2 separate regions of the Sus scrofa genome follow, and region 1 is linked to region 2. Evidence: chromatin contacts called from public Hi-C data. All regions are on one chromosome and are shown on one strand. The core of a region is the stretch at or near the end of the contact, and the rest is flanking DNA. Distances in the headings are between cores, read along the strand shown.

The links. Hi-C and Micro-C count contacts between places; a contact is called where the count stands out from the background.
Region 1: a contact with region 2 is called in a Hi-C map of liver, with 4 times the contacts expected there. The contact joins the enhancer-like site here to the promoter of SERPINF2 in region 2. A contact is called at or near these places in 3 of 5 promoter capture datasets (fetal liver, fetal skeletal muscle and liver), 7 of 47 Hi-C or Micro-C datasets (embryonic fibroblasts, fibroblasts, heart right ventricle and 4 more) and 1 of 2 datasets of contacts at active chromatin or transcription factors (skeletal muscle).

What each region holds. Positions count from the first base shown.
Region 1 is chr12:48,129,195-48,132,835 of Sscrofa11.1, reverse strand. The region is part of intron 1 of RTN4RL1 (reticulon-4 receptor-like 1); the gene reads left to right. Among named protein-coding and RNA genes, the nearest start is that of RTN4RL1, 15 kb to the left of the region's middle. Within about 2 kb of position 2,360, at least 2 of the 83 cell types and tissues checked have an H3K27ac peak or open chromatin away from gene starts, as enhancers often do. A contact at or near this core is called in liver, where this site is marked.
Region 2 is chr12:47,933,008-47,936,758 of Sscrofa11.1, reverse strand. It overlaps SERPINF2 (alpha-2-antiplasmin), which reads right to left and starts at 2,208. Exons shown (of 10, transcript XM_021067579.1): 1 at 2,077-2,208; 2 at 665-719; 3 at 481-519; 4 at 305-367; 5 at 1-18. The coding sequence starts at 715. WDR81 (WD repeat-containing protein 81) reads right to left here. Exons shown (of 9, transcript XM_021067573.1): 9 at 2,977-3,751.

The DNA of each region.
Region 1 (3,641 bases), core at 1,111-3,610, 200 kb before region 2:
CATTGTCTCACCCCAAGGGGAGGGAGCTGGGGTATTTATACACAGCTCCCATCCCTCACTGGCCGAGCATTGTTCCCCTGGAAGGAGCAAAGACAGTTTCACTTGCCAGAGAAGGCCCTTGGGCAAAGGCCTGCAGCTTCTGGCTGTTGGAAGTCAGTCTGGTATGTGCTGAACTCGCAAGAGCTCCCTCCCCTAACTCGGCCCTGGGGGGAGAGGGCTATAAAACCCATTATCTCTTAGGGTTTCCTTACCCACTCTTCTCATCTTTATTATGTACTCATAAATTACTCAGTTGGACAGTGCTCTGCTTTTCCTACCAAGACCTGACTAATAACAGCATCCTTCACAAAATAAAATGCAGCTCCAGTGTGACATTGTGTAAATAGTATTGAATCAGTAACTAGTGTCATGTCTTTACGAGTTGACTGGAAAGGTTGATTGAATGACTGTCCATATAAGCTAGAACACAAGGCACTTAGTACCCAAACCTAATTTTACCCAAACCTCCAAAACTATAAAAAAAAATTACATCACAATAACCTAGGGGGAGTTCCCGTCGTCGTGGCGCAGTGGTTAACGAATCCGACTAGGAACCATGAGGTTGCGGGTTTGGTCCCTGCCCTTGCTCAGTGGGTTAACAATCCGGCGCTGCCGTGAGCTGTGGTGTAGGTTGCAGACGCGGCTCGGATCCCGAGTTGCTGTGGCTCTGGTGTAGGCCGGTGGCTACAGCTCCAATTGGACCCCTAGCCTGGGAACCTCCATATGCCGCAGGAGCGGCCCAAGAAATAGCAAAAAAAAAACCAACCAACCAAACAAACAAACAAAAACACAGTAACCTAGGGCTTGAAGGAAAAAAAAAAAAACTTCCTATCAGGAAGCAGGAGGGAACAGGTTTTATTTTTCGTTCTTTGTTTTTTAGTGAGGGGGATGGAGAAAAGCATCTCATTGTTTTCCCTGAACACACCTTGTTAAGAGCAGAAACAGCAAGTTGTCTTAGCCCCAAGTTACAGATGAGAACACTGAGGCTCAGAGGGGCTGGAGAGCTCATCTAGGGCCCCGGGCTGCTGCCTCACCCCACCCCAGCTCTGTTCCTCCGTTAGCAGAGGACACTAACAGGTGCAGAAAGAGTGGCCAGTGGGGCGGCAGGGGACGGCCAGCAGGGCAGGATTTGTGTTGGGAAAGAGACAGCACTCAGGAAAGTTTACGGTTGTACTTGGCAGATTTTTTTATGGAACAAAATTTGCACTATTGATTCTGTGGCAAATGAAAAACCTCTCGTGGACATTCTGGGCTTCAGAGATCTGAAATGTTTAAACGAGGCTGGACTGAACCTGAGGAGACAAAATTGCCAGGCGAAGCTGAGCTCAGGTGGTACCTGGGATGAGAAAACTCTGCCTGTTCTGCGCTCTCTCCCGGGGCTGCTGTCAAGTAGCAATGGTTATCACCTTCCTGTGATTGGCCCACTGCCCCTGGTGGGCTGGTATTTCTGCCTTTGATAAAGAGATGTGATCTCAGCGACTCAAGGTGGCCCATTGGAAATGGGGGATTATTGCAAAGAGATGCATGACCTGGGCTCCAGAAGCCTCCAGGGGAGGAGAGGCAGCTCTAGGAAGTGGCAGCCACTCTGTGGCCCTCTCATGGCCTCTCCTTCCATCCCCGCCAGCTGCTCTTTCTCCTGCCCCACTCTCTGCACCCATGACTTTTCACCTTGCACAAGGCTCCATATGGCCACCTAGGGCTGCTTACTCTTTTTTTTTTTCTTTTTTTTTCTTTTTAGGGCTGCACCCGTGGATATGAAGGTTCCCAGGCTAGGGGTTAAATCGGAGCTATAGCTCCTGGCCACAGTCACAGCCACAGCAACGCAGGATCCGAGCCTCGTCTGCAGCCTACACCACAGCTCATGACAACGCTGGATCCTTAACCCACTGAGCGAGGCCAGGAATCAAACCTGCAACCTTATGGTTCCCAGTTGGATTCGTTTCCGCTGCTTACTCCTCAAGACAGTCTTTCACCCTCTCTTCCCACCTCGAATTGCCCCACATACTTGGGGTTCTCAGCTTTATTTCCCAGAAGGAAAACCCCATTTGAGCCAGCTGTGTTTTCCCACGTCAGACCATGTCTAGATCTCGATCACCTGGGGATTATCTATCCACGGAGGAGATGAGCTGGCCGCCTTTTAGAGGTCCTGGGGAGGGCTCTCTCCACTGACAAACACTGAACAGCAGTTGAGTGCCTGCCTTTGGCTGGCCTGGCACCGAGGATGCAGCAATGAACAAAACCCTAGTCCTCTGTTCTTACAGAGCTTACGTTCCAGAGAGGAGGTTAGACAATGCTATTGTGTATTCCAGCTCTGTTTTGTCGAGGGCTGGTAGGTGCTTAGCAGAAAATTAACAGAGTTCATTAAGGAACAGAAGGTGACCAGAGAGCTGTTGTTTTGTTTTGTATTTTTTTTGGCTGCCCCAAGGCACATGGAGTTCCCGGGCCAGGGATCAGATCCGAGTCACAGTTACGACCTATGCCGCAGCTGCCTGCAGCAACGCTGGATCCTTTAACCCACTGTGCTGGGCCAGGGATCCAACCTGCGTCCTGGCGCTGCAGAGACACCGCCGATCTTGTTGCCCCACAGTGGGAACTCCGGAGCTGTTATTTTAGAAAGAGAGGCTGGGAAGTCTTTCTGATAAGGTAACATTTGAACAGAGGCCTAAGGGAAGTCAAGGAGGGCTCTTTGCAGCTACCAGGGAAGCGTTTTCTAGACAGAGGGAACAGCAATGGCCAAGGCCTGGAGGCAGGAGTATGCTTGATACAATACCTGGCTGCCTGGGGGACTGGAGCTCTGAGTGGGGCAGGCGTTCTGAGCCCATGGAATCGTTTCAAGTTCCTTTGGAGAGGACCAGAGCTTGGGGTCAGCCCCAAGTCCACCAGCCACTTGGTCAAGGGGCAGGGGGAGCCCAAACACAGACCGAATAACAGCTATGGTGGTGGGTCTTGGGAATCTCCATTCCCATTGGGGTCAGACTCTTCTCCTTGGCTGTTAATGTGGTCCAGGCTACAGCCTGGGCATAAGGGCAAAGGTCAGTTCCCATAAGCCCTTGCCTTTTCTCCAAAGCATGAAACACAGACCTGAGTCCTGCGAAAGGTCTTGTTTTTTTTTTTTACCCGCTGCCTCATATATACATCAGCCTTTTCTCCTTGGAGTGAAAATTTTGAACTTCTCAAATAATGCATACACATGGACAGATAATTTTGGAAAACCACAGATTGGCAAAAAGAAAATCACTCTAATCCCACAGCCGAAGAGTGGGAACGCCCATCCCTCCCAGGGCGTTTGGTGCATCTTTCCTTGTGCCCCCCCCCCTTGATAAATTACAGTAGGTCTCAAATGCCTTCCTGGGTTGGTCATTCTAATTTTTATTTATTTCCTGGCTGTGGTATAGGATCTCAGTTTCCAGATCAGGGATCAAACTTGGGCCGCAGTGGTGAAAGCACTGAGTCCTAACCATTAGACCACCAGGGAACTCCCTACGTTGGTCATTCTAAGCCTGTTTTCATGGCTGCTGAAAGGCCAGCCCTCTGGGTTCTGCGCCGAGGCTGTTTCCTGTTTTTTGCTGTTAGAGACCATGCTGCAGCCCACACGTGTGTGT
Region 2 (3,751 bases), core at 959-3,458:
AGTGTGGCCACCATGCTCCTGCAGGGACAGGTTGGGGGTCAGTGGAGTCAAGGGGCTGACCCGGGTTTTGCATTGATCTCCCCCAAACCCCCTGTGCCAGGAAGAGCAGGGCCTCGTCCCAGTCCAGACTCAAGAGGGAGAGTCGCAGGGGCAGTGGCATTCTAGGCACTAGGTCCCCTTCCCTGGTCGCTCCCACCCCTCGCTCAGGCCTCAGCGCCACACCCCTCACCCGGTTCCTGGCCCTTGACGATCGGCCCTCCTCCCCCAGGCCCCCCCACTCTTCCCCAGCCCCACCTGCTTGTACCTGGTTGTCCAACTCGAGGAGGGAAAGAGGGGACAGCTTCTCCTGGCCCTGCCCGATCATCAGCTGAAGAAAGGAGGGAGCGGATGAAGAGCAACGCACAGGACTCGCCCCACCCCGCACAAGCCACAGGCGAGGCCCCTTGGGCCTTCCCCCATCACACCTCTCACCCCCAGTACCTGCAGGCCCAAGGGGTCCATGGCGCTCACAGGAGGGAGCTGTGGAGAAGGGGATGAGGAAAGGAGGGGGACCCCCCTCGAGCCAAGCCCTCTCTCCTCCCCACACCCCCTCCCCTTTCCCCCAGACCCCTGGCCTCTTCCCCAGCCGCCTCCCTGCCTCCCCCAGACCTCGGCCCAGGCTCACCACGTGCAGGCAGAACAAGCTGAGCACCAGGAGCCCCGAGAGCAGTGCCATGTTCCTGAGCAGGACAGGAAGCCTCTGTTCATGCCACGCCCCCACCCACTGGGCATCCCACGCACACGTGCACGGAGGGAACAGCGGCAGCTGCTGCGCACACGACCGGGGCACAAGCAGAGATTCTCCGCTCCGAGGTGAATTGCCTGGAACCCCTCCCCCAGAACTGCTTTTTCCCCTTTGCACTTCCTGGTTTTTCATATTTCATCCACTGAAAATGTTTTGGTTGATAGGGGAAAACACCACCCAAACCAGAAAGTCATCCTTCAAGGCTTGGTGTCATGAGTCAGACCGGGGTGTTTTGTTGTTGTTTTGCTTTTTTTTTTTAGAGCTGTACCCTCGGCAAATGGAATTTCCCAGGCTAGGGGCCTAATCCGAGCTACAGCTGTCGGCCACAGCCACAGCCACAGCTACGCGGGATCCCCAACCCACTGATCGAGGCCAGGGATCGAAGCCGCATCCTTGTGCATACTAGTTGGATTCCGCTTCTGCTGAGCCACGACGGGAACTCCCACAGACCTGGGTTTGAATCCAGGCTGTGCCTCTTGGCAGAGGACCAAGGACGTCTTCCTCAACCCCTCTGGGCTCTGCCTTATCTGGTAAATGGTGGCGAAAGTCCCTGCCTCCAGCCACATGTCTTACAGGAACCAACATCATCAGTCTTTGTGAGCCCTGACCGCATGGCCTGGCACTCAGTAGTGGGTACAGTCAGCCTAGTTCAAGGCTTCTCTTCCGGGAGGCCTGGCCCGAAGCCTCCTCTGTACTGGGGCTCCCTCCGTGGAGCTCCTATCCAACCAGCTGCCCATCAGCCCACCTTTTCTGGTGAGTCTGGTCTTGCCCACAGGGGTGGACGAGACGGTGCTCTCAGCAGGGGTGGTGGGCTGGGCCAGAGACTGGCCTTGTTGACCCAACAGCAGAGCCCAATGAATGACTGGCCAGAGCCACCTTTGGACTTAAGGGAAAACATGGGCCTCGCCCCCCAACTCTGCCCCAGGCTGGCTCCGGGAAGCCAGGCTGGCGGGTGGGGATGGGCAGGTCTCTGTCTGGCCTCAGAGCAGGTCTCACACACGCCCACCCCACACCCAGCTCCGGGCCTGTTCTGGAGCATCCTCTCCCCCCAGCCCAGCCCACACAGTGATCCCTGGGCCGGGGGCCCTGATCTCCAACCCAGGCTTTTGAATCTTCCTGGCAAGAAAAGGCCTCAGATTTTCACGTCCCAGAGAGACTCCCCCCACCAGAACCCCCACCTTGGCTCCTCCTCTCCCCAGGAGGCTGGGAAGTGACAGGCCCCCCTGAATAAACTCAGCCCAGACCCCCTCGGCAGGTGGGCAGCTCCAGGCCGAGCCTTCCCACCCCTGTACCTCTGCGGGCTCCTCGCTGCTGCACACGATGTCCCTCTGGCCCCACTTGGGTGCTCCCCACGCTCTGCCCGGGCTCCAGCCGCCCAGCCGAGCCCTCCCCTCCCACCAGGACCTTTGCTCTCAGCCAACCCAGTTCCGAGTGCTTTCTCTTCTGGTAAACATTGACCTGCACATCCGGTTAAACATTGGTGCTGGGGCCAGAAGCCCCTTTCCCACCAAGGCATCTAATACTGGGTCACCTGGAACCCCTGTGGATCTGGGTCCCACCTGAGCCGTGAGAAAGGGGGTTCAGGAGACAGTCGAGGAGGCTGTCCTCAGGTGGAGGGCAGAGCAGGAAGCACGGGGGCCTGCCGGTGACCCCATGAAGTGGGAGGTTATCCGCGCTTTGGTCAGGCTCGGAGATGTGTGACCTGCCCACGGACACACAGCTAGGCTCAGAGTGACATTCAGCTTCCTACTTCCAAGGTCCTTTCCTTTCCCCCTTTCCTCTCCCACACCCCTGCCCCCCACCCCACCCCCCACGCCACCAGAGGAGGGAAGGAGAAGCTTCAAGAGACTCACTCGGCAGGGAACCCAGGATAGGGCGCCCATTCCCCCCCTCCCCAGGCCCAGGATCCTGGTTGGCTGCCTTCTGCCTGGGTGGGAAGAGAAGCACCCAACCTCCCAGGACCCCACCTCATCAGAGCAATGCCTCCTTACCCTTCCCAAGGGTGAGGGTTCTGGAAACTGGCCTGGGCTGCGCGAACCAGAAGCCCTGAACCCTGCACCACCTGAGGAGCAGCAATCAGGCTGTCTCCCCAGCTCGGGCCCTACTTTCCCCTCCCTCGCTGTCCTGGAAGCTGCAGGGTCTCAACTTCTCCCCACCCCAACCCCGCCATCAAGAAAAGCCTCGCCCCGCTCCCTGGCTCTTCCAAAGGTTTATTGATCATATTTACATCTATTGCAAATAGCGAGAAGGCAGCAGGGGCCCGGCCTCAGACATCATCTCTGAGTGCCCGGGTCTTCCTGTCCCCTGGCGGAGGGAGACCTGAGGTGCAGAGATGACTCTTCTTGCTCCTTCTTTCAGGGTGTTGGACCCGCTCCCCCAGGGATTCTGGACCCCAGAGGCTGCCTCATCAGCTCAAGGCACAAACACTGTGGTGACGGGTGGGCAGGCACCCCCTGGCCCTGTGCATCTTCCCGCCTTTGGTCTTGCCCACGTCCCCTCATGGTCCCACACTGGGCAGGGACTGGCTGGGGGGACACTTACACCCCAGCCCAAGCCCCTTAACTCCTGGACCACGGCCAGTCCTCCTTAGAGGCTGGAGTCCAAGCACCATCAGTGTCCTGGACTGGGGTGGCTTCCCTGTCCTCACGGCATAGGGGCACAGCGAGCCCGGCAAGGGGGGACCGTGGCTGGGGACTGGCCAGGCAGGGGGTCTCCTGTCCCCTTCCCGGAGCGTCCTGTCCCCATATGGAAAATGAGGGCAGAGCTGGGGAGAAGTGGGGGCAGCGATGCTTTCCCCCAGATCTCCCTCCTGCTTCCTGCTGGCCCGGAGCAACATCGCCCCAAGCTAGGGGCATGATCCGTTCTGGCAGCCTTGGTGGCTCTGGGGGTTCAGGAGCCCAGACCTCCCCACGCCACCCTAACTGGCAGGCCACGTGGGCCTAAGGCTTGCCCGGAGGAGCTGCTGGG